2 separate regions of the Mus musculus genome follow, and region 1 is linked to region 2. A link is a contact called in public HiChIP or PLAC-seq data. All regions are on one chromosome and are shown on one strand. Each heading gives the region's core, a stretch centred on a gene start, on an enhancer-like site or on the middle of the called end of the contact. The rest is flanking DNA. Distances are from core to core; before and after follow the strand shown.

What was found. HiChIP or PLAC-seq counts read pairs in DNA pulled down with a chosen protein or histone mark.
Region 1: a contact with region 2 is called in an H3K27ac HiChIP or PLAC-seq map of embryonic stem cells, with 14 read pairs. The contact joins two enhancer-like sites. A contact is called at or near these places in 2 of 15 datasets of contacts at CTCF or cohesin (embryonic stem cells and pro-B cells), 4 of 484 Hi-C or Micro-C datasets (the HL-1 cell line and embryonic stem cells), 4 of 115 datasets of contacts at active chromatin or transcription factors (embryonic stem cells and pancreatic cancer cells) and 1 of 9 other capture datasets (embryonic stem cells).

Annotation. Positions count from the first base shown.
Region 1 is chr5:35,788,732-35,792,902 of GRCm38.p6, reverse strand. The region is part of intron 1 of Ablim2 (actin-binding LIM protein 2); the gene reads right to left. Among named protein-coding and RNA genes, the nearest start is that of Ablim2, 33 kb to the right of the region's middle. Within about 2 kb of position 2,017, at least 33 of the 459 cell types and tissues checked have an H3K27ac peak or open chromatin away from gene starts, as enhancers often do. A contact at or near this core is called in embryonic stem cells, where this site is marked.
Region 2 is chr5:35,707,856-35,712,115 of GRCm38.p6, reverse strand. Sh3tc1 (SH3 domain and tetratricopeptide repeats 1) reads left to right here. Exons shown (of 18, transcript NM_194344.2): 10 at 1,122-1,255; 11 at 2,430-2,471. Among named protein-coding and RNA genes, the nearest start is that of Gm31888, 10 kb to the left of the region's middle. Within about 2 kb of position 1,430, at least 33 of the 459 cell types and tissues checked have an H3K27ac peak or open chromatin away from gene starts, as enhancers often do. A contact at or near this core is called in embryonic stem cells, where this site is marked.

The DNA of each region.
Region 1 (4,171 bases), core at 768-3,267, 80 kb before region 2:
ACACCTGCAAGCTGGGGCTAGTCTGGTGAGTTCTGAAGGGGCCCATTGAGGTAGAGAAAGGGCCAGTTCCATCTTTGTCTAAGCACCAGTAGTCCCTGGACTCTTGAATGGGGACTGTGGCTCAGCAAGTGGCTAGAAGCCCATGTTGGTTACATTTACTATTTTCCAGAGTAAAAAAAAAAGGGGAGCGGGAAGGGGAGGTGGGGCTAGCCCAGGCTAGGGTGGAGTTAGCCCAGGCTAGTGTTCTTACTGGCCATCACAGTCTACCAGCCAAGGCAGCGTTGAAAACCCTTCCAGCTCATATGTTGCACGAACAGCTGGCTTGGGATTCCTGAATCTTCTATGTGCTAAAGATATGACATAAGTTTCCGTGAGCATCCTGTGGCTCTGGTTCACCCACAGAGAGTATGGTGATGTCTAAGTCTGCCTCTCCCTTTCAGTTGGTCCTTGGAGTGACAATGAGCTTGGGGGAGGCACTGGGCTGAAGGCAGACACAGCAGCATGGTGAACCTGCAGCAGGCAGGAGGGCCACTGAAAGTGACATGAGACAGAGACTCTGGGGACTTGGGTGGTTCCTTCTGGGACAGAAGCGAGCATATTTTCCATGCTGGTCTGGGTCACTGCATGGCCCTGTGAATAGCTGTCCTCCATTGGCCTGTCTGTGTCCCAATCCTGCCATTATACCCATGCCCTTCCAGGAGCATATGATGTCAACCAGGGAGTATCCCAGGGTCTTAGTGACTCTGAAAGAGCCCTGGACATGGCCAAACCCATGATGCCTGGCAGAAGGCAGCCTACTTGGTGCTGCCGGACATGGACAGCAGGTTGCCATTGTATGGGTGCTCGGGCACAGGGTTGGAAGAGTGCAGCGTCTCCAGTGATGGAGCAGATCGTCCAGGGTGTGGGCAGTGGAGGAAGCCCTGAGCGTGTGGAATCATGAATGGGTGTTTGCTGTTAACACAGGCATAGTCATGTCAGGTACCAAAACCCCAGCCCCAGGGGAAAGTGGCAAAAGCCTTTCCTCCAAGTGAGAGCATTGATAGGACAGGCAGAAAATGTCCGCCATAGCTGTCTCTCCCTTGGGTGCTTACAGCCTGAAGACTGCTGCCCTACAGAGACTGCCCTTATCAACATTCGCTAAACCCCATCTCCTTAATTCAGCTGTATACCATACACCTGCCTCCTTGTTCATCTGTGTGATAACCCTGCTTCCCTATTTATCTGTGTATAGTAACCCTGCCTCCCTATTTATCTATATATAATAACCCTGCCTCCTTATTTATCTGTATGTAATAACCCTGTCTCCTTGTTCATCTGTGTAATAACCCTGCCTCCCTATTTATCTGTATATAATAACCCTGACTCCTTATTTATCTGCATATAATAACCCTGCCTCCTTGTTCATCTGTGTAATAACCCTGCCTGCTCATTTATCTGTATATAATAACCCTGCCTCCTTATTTATCTGTATGTAATAACCCTACCTCCTTGTTCATCTGTATGGAATAGCTCCACCTCTCTCTTCAACTCTAAATAGTAAACACTAGGAGCTCTTAAGATGCTGAGGGTTCTCTACGAGGAACCCCAGCCCGCCCAAGCCCAGTATTTCTGTCATTATATATATGTGTCTTCTCTTCATTCCTTCGCTGTCCCCAGTCAAGTCGAGTCGAGTCACTGGGAACTGTGCAAGGATTCCGCACCAGGGACATCTGTGGCCGAATGTGTCCCTAAGACATGGATGAGCATAACAAGACCTAGGTGCTGCTTCATTGCAAAGGGCTTTTCACTCCCAAAAAGGTTTGGGTTGCTGGAATTTATACCCTGTGGCTTCCTTGCCACCCCCCCCCCCCCAAAGAAAATCCAATTCAGAGCAATCAGGAGAGTTCCAATAACTGTCTGCCAGCCAAGCAGAGCTAAGCTCCATGACAATGCCCAGAGCCCACACGGCACCCCTACAGTCCCCCATTCACGGCAGCAGCATCCACTATCTACAGCAGCCACACCCAGGCCAGCCCCTGCAGCAGGTCCTCCCACAGAACCTTTGAGTACCATGGGGTCACTCACAAGCTGACTCCAGCTACCCACTGACTCCACCCACTCATTCTTACCCGGCAGCCCCTACCCACTGACTCCACCCACTCATTCTTACCCGGCAGCCCCTACCCACTGACTCCACCCACTCATTCTTACCCGGCAGCCCCTACCCACTGACTCCACCCACTCATTCTTACCCGGCAGCCCCTACTCACTAACTCCACCCACTCAGTCATTCTTACCCAGCAGCCCCAGCAGTATGTCCCACCTGCACACCCAGATTTTAGACTCTAACCTCCAGGACTATGGGACAGCACAGCAATGTTTCCTAAGTCACCCTGTCTGTAGCACCTGCGGCAGAGCCACGGGAATCTCGCACACCACCTGTGGGATGCCCAGCCCTGGAGCAGCAGAGCCAAAAGCACCCTTATGACCCACTCACTGTCACGCATTGTGGAATATCCATGTGAGAGTGGTGGCTACACGGGGCTGGCCCATAGTGGGGGCTGATGAGGAGGAAACAATGGGGACGGTCTCTTCCAGCGGCAAGATCTGGGAAGAAAACCGCTGAGAAGTAGCCCCAGATGCTTCCTCTGGTCGTGGCTTCCAGTGAACACCGGCTGGGGCTGCCTGAAAGCCCATGACTCCTGAACCCTCGAGCAGCTGATCAGCACTGTTAGCCACCCCTATCTCTATAGGCTGGCATTTCATTGCCAGAAGACTCAGCTTTTTAAGGCCCAGGGCACCTGCTCTTACAGTAGCATCCAGAAGGTCAGGGCTATGTGGGCATCTGCCACACACACACACCCCCCAGCCCCCCAGATCATCCATATCCAAGCCATGCAGGCCTATGGTGGCTTCTTCCTGGTGTGTGTCCCCATGTCACACCACCTTGTGCTTCAGCAGCAGCAGCAGATGCCCACAGATGCTCCTCAAATCTAATAGGAAACAGGAAGTCCATGTGGGGCAATCAACCGTATCCTGCCAGCCAGGACCAATACTGGCTCATTCCACCACAAACTAGCCCCGAGCTGCAGAGGGTACAGTCAGACATCTGATTAAACCAGTTCTCAGTCTCCTCAGATGGGCCTCTGTAGATGGGTGACTAGGAGACACACCCAGCCTGGAGAGAGCACTAGACCGGATGTGAGCCTTCATGTAGTCCAAATAACCCTGGAAGCCTTGGCTTTGAGGCCAACACAAAGCAATAGGGTCACAAGAGGCCCAACTCAGATACACCCAAATCGGTAGCACTAGAATAATCAGCTGTGGGCTGGAAAAGAAGCTCAGTTGGTTGAATGCTTACCTAGTATGCATGAAGCCCTGGGTTTGACCCCCAGCACTGCATAAATTGGAAATGGATCAGGAGCTCTAGGTCATTTCCCAAGACCTGGCAAGTTCAAGGCCAGCCTCAGCTCCATGAGAGCTAATGCATAAACAAAGAAATACACTGGATTTGAGCAAACGGCCCATCACCAATGCAGGCTGCTTCGGGTCATCGGATGGCACTAGAGTTCCAGACGCACCTGCTGGGTGTGAGCACACAATTGGCGCGCCGCTTGCCTTGCCACCAACGAGTGTTAAGAGGCATTGTTAACTGTCAGCCATCTAAGGGATACAAGGCTCAGAAGGGCTCTGTAACCTAGCAAGGATATACAGCATGAGACAGGCAGGGCAGGGGTGGCCTTGGTGTCTCCCTGAAGGAGCGAGTTCCGTCCCTCGGGCTCCCTCCCCTTGACCTCTTGTCTCTTCTCATGTCCTCCTCAGCGGGTCCAAGGAAGACTAGAGTTGGGAAGGCATTTCCTGATCAACTAATTAAAGCCAAGATCGGAACTGCTGGCTGGGAACCTGGAAAGCTGACCCCTTCCTGGGCTGAGGTTCTGCCCAAGAAGCAGGCTTCCGGGCAACCTGCTTGTGCCAGCAGGATCCAGTCACAGAGCCCAAGGATGATAAAGGTCAGATAGGGTTCACCAACACCCCATCATGGCTGGCCAGCCTGCTGTGACCGGTCCTGGCCATGCCATGCCAGTTTCCGGAGACACAGCGATAAAAATACCTTGTAATTACATGAGAAGCTCATTATTGTTAGAGACCCAAAGAGTAGCAAGAACTGGGGGAAATGATGTCCCCAGTGCCT
Region 2 (4,260 bases), core at 181-2,680:
GATGTTCACAAGCAAAGATGATTCCAGCACGCATGTCACACTCACTGTGTCACCCGTTCCACCCTAGCAGCCTTCAGTCACCTTTTCCTCTCTTCTGTTTCTGAAGCAGAGGCTCGCTGGGTAGAGACCGGAAACTGCGCTGTGTTTTCTTTGAAGCTTATTAGTTTCACAGTGTCCTGCTGACTTACTCATACAGGCAAAATCGCCTCCTTCCTCTGTCTTCTTCCTTTTGTGCCTCTGACCTTTCCCTGTTTCCTTTGCCTGACTTCATGGCCACATGAGCCCTGTCCTTGTGTTGGGTACTGTGAGAAGGATGGTGGTTTCACAGGGGAGAGTTCAAGTGGGCTTTGAGAATCTGCCTGGCACTCAACCTTCCCAGGATCTTTATAATCTAAATATTTCTATCTCTATCTCTCTACATCCATATATATAGAGAAAGGTCATTTTTTTCATGTGTACGAGTGTTTTGCCTGCCTATGTGTCTTTCTGTACACACATGGATGCTTCATGCCTGCGGAGGACAGAAGAGGGTATGGAATCCCCTGGACTCAAGTTGTAGATGGTTGTGTTTGGAAAACAGACTCAGTCCTCTATGACAGTAACAAGTACTCTTAACTTCTGAGCTCTCCCTCAGGCCCGTTTACAGGCTTTCTTATTCTGGGCTCAGCAAAGGTCCCCTCAAGGGCAGGTTTTGTTTCTGTTTAGTGTCTTCATTGAGGTTGAGTGGGGCCAGCAGTCTGATGGGGGAGAAGATCCAGATCTGACTGTGAAATTTTGTCAAAAAAGACAAAACCACAAGTTGAGCTGTGGAGATAATTGGCTGCTGATTAAGATCCCTGAATCAGAAGTCTCTCCATCCTATGATAGAGAATACAGCTCCCAGGGGGCCGTGGCCTCCGTGAGATAGCAAGGAAATGCAATGGAACGAGCCACCTGGCTCACACAGGAGGGAGACTCAGCTGGCCTGTGGCTCTGTTCCAAAGTCCTGGAAGGACACTAAACTTGGTTAACCTAAAGATGACTTTCTTGGCCCAACTCCATCTGCCCACTCACACTGGGCCTCCTGGGCTTTGAGAAAATTTGTTCTTCTAAATAAGGTGGTTTGCTTTTTATCTTCCTAGCCTGGAAAGTGCCATTTTCCTCAGTGAGGAAGAAAGGTCATTCTTCAGAAGTGAGGGCCACTTCTCAGACGAAGATGCCCGGCGGCTCCTGAGCAGGACATCTGGCACAGATGTGTGCACCACATGCAGCCTGGGTAGGTACAGGGAGTGTGGCACCTCTGGTCTCTCTGTAAGCTGTGGAGACAAGATTGTGCTGCTAAGTCATTTTAACCTAGAGTCTTCCCCCGGGCAGATTCCTGGAAGAGCAGAAACTGGCATAAAGGGTGTGGGCCAAATGTTTTGCAAATGGGTGGAGCCCAATAGTCTGGTCAAGGCCACACATGACTGTCAGACTCTGCCCTCCCTGCCCGAGCTGGGTTGATGTACTATTGCCTTAGTCCCAAGAGAGCTGGACGTGGGCTGGATACTTCTGGCTCTTTCTGAACTCCCTAGGGACCCTCTCTTCCCCTCCCTTTCCAACTATGCAGCCTCCCTCAGGCCATCCTCCAAAGAAGCAGTGAAAGCCACACTAGGGATCAGGGCAAGGCAACCCTGTGTCCTCAGGGTTGGGTACAGACAACAACCTGGCTTAGAATCCAAAGACGGCAGGGACTGGTGACACAAGGAAGTAGTCCTGAGGCTCTGGGTGTTGAAGGAGCCTATGTCCTGTCATCAAGCACCAGATGCAGACACACTGGGCCCTTAGCTTCTGTGGACAGGAAAATGTGGGGCCCCATTATGATCTGACAGCACCTTTACCAGCACTGAGGCTGGTCCTCTGCCTGTGCTGGTCAGACTCACTTCTCCAGCTCAGGCAGAACTGGCTTCATGACTGTTGGTTGGCCTGGGCACTTGACCTCTAGAATTCCAGGACCTAGAACTTCCAAAGGTGGTGCCCTTCCTCTTCTGCACGTTGTTGTCATGCATGTCTTCTTCAGTGCTTTTCCTCATTTGGTAGCTATGGCAACCCAGCAGGCAGTTAGTGCTCACCCAAGTAAGTGGGAATGAGGGTTCAAGTGCCACCCTGGGTGACAAGCAACCTACAAAAGGAGCTCAAGCCGGTTTGTTCTGCTGCTTGGCGTCTGTGCCTGTGCTCGCTGTGAAGCTGACAATGATCACAGGCACCCCCAGTAGGCGTGGGGGCGGGGGAAGGGGCACCCGAGGTAGACATGTGCTCCCTTGCCTGGAGACATCTGAGAACATGGGTTCTCTGGCCCTGATCACCATAGGTGCTAGTGACTACACAGCTTGCATTCACCTGGCCACACGAGGCAGAACACGGGGCACAGGTAGAGGAAGTGACTGTTGCCCTTTTCCCTTTCCTTCTAGACTGGTTAGAAGAAGCTGAGGGCGAACAGCTGGAGCAACGAGGTAGGTGCTCCCCTGCCTGCGGGCTCAGGTCCTCTTCTTATGGCTGAGTCTCGAGGGTGAGCTCAGGTTCACTGGGTGTGAACACCAGACAGAGGTAGCAGCACTGGAGAGCAGGTCGCTGGCCATCAAACGCCACACCTCTGCAGGATGCTGGCGGATGCGGGATGGGTGGCCGGGAGCTCTCCTATTATAACTGCTGGAAGCTTTGGGAACCCAGACTTCTTCTTCAGTGGACCTCCCAAGAAGGCAGAGTCCCCTCCCCTGCTCCAGCCCACACTGCTGTGGGCTCCTTTTCAAGATAGATGTAACTACCCAGATTTCCCACAGTGGACCTGACTATACTACTATAGGAGTATAGTACACTACTACAGGAGTATAGTACACTACTACAGGAGTGTAGTACATTACTACAGGAGTGTAGCAGTTGGATTTAGGGATTGGAGAGCCCTTTTCCCTAACTTAGTCTAAGGGGTCCCTCCCTCTTGGGGTCCATTCCAGAATACCCGTGCAATTGTCCTCTGCAGCTATCTCCTTCACCAGAGGGTCTAAACAGGGGATCTAGAAATGTGAACCCCTGAGGGGCCTGGGATAACCCCAGGAATGTACCTATGTACGCTTAACTGGGATTCAAGGAAGAGGACCAGGAGGAGGCTGGCACTGCTGGGATGGGTCCCAGCCTCCTTCTCTGGGTACAGCGAGCAGAGGCAGATGAGGATGGCGTAGCTTGGGTGGCCCATCCTCTGCCCAGGTCCTGACAGAGGCCCTAGGGCTCCTCCATCTGTCCAGTCAGGAAGGCCCCTGTGGCTGGGGATTTCTAGACCAATCCAATAGGCTTTACAGACTAGGAAAGTCTGGCTGGCCTCAGCCATGCTATGTAGCAGGAGAATCTCAGACACTTGATTTTCCTTCTGCTTCCGAAGTGCTGAGACCAAAAGTGTGTGCTCCCACATCTGGCTCCAGGTTGTCTGGAGCATATATTTTTTAAAGATTTATTTTTATTTTAGGTGTGTGTTTGTCTGCCTGTGTGTATCTACATGACCTGTGTGCCTGCTGTCTATGGAGGCCTGAAAAGGGCATTGGATCCGCAGTGGAACTGGTTGTGGGCTGCCACATGCTGAAAGCTCAAACTATCCCAGGGAACCAGGCCTGTGTCCTCTGGAAGAGCTTATTTTAACGTTCATACTTGAGAGCAAAGCGGCTGTTTAATACCAGTGAAGGATTAACCCCAGAGCCTTTGTTCATTCATTTCCTTCCTAATAACTCCATGTTAGGCCTGTGTTTTTCCCAGTAGGAAATAGGTGTGTGCTTACTCTGCCCTCATGGAGGACTGTGGCTTTGGGTCTACTATACCTGACTGAGGCCCACAAGCAGGCAGTGGTAGATTGTGCTCACTGGCCAATCAGTAAACTGTCCCTGGGATCATTCCCCAAGGAGACTGCTACCACTTTCACATGAGATGGCTGAGGCCAATGACCACAACCTCCCTGCCATCATTGTCTTTAGTTTTGTCTCTCTTTGTGTGTGTGTGTGTGTGTGTGTGTGTGTGTGTGTGTGTGTGTGTGTGTATGTGTGCATGTGTGTGTGTTGCTGAGTACTGAACCCAGGCCACGTGCACATTAGGTACCCTTTCTGTCGCTGAGCTATGCTCCCCATATGGCCTCCCTAGACACCAGCACACAGGTCCCGCAGATAGACATGATGCTTAACTTTATTTTATGTGGCAGCCTTTGAGCCCATGCTGACTACTTGTGCCAATTGGCTGTCGGTGATTTCCTGGCTTCTAGAGTCT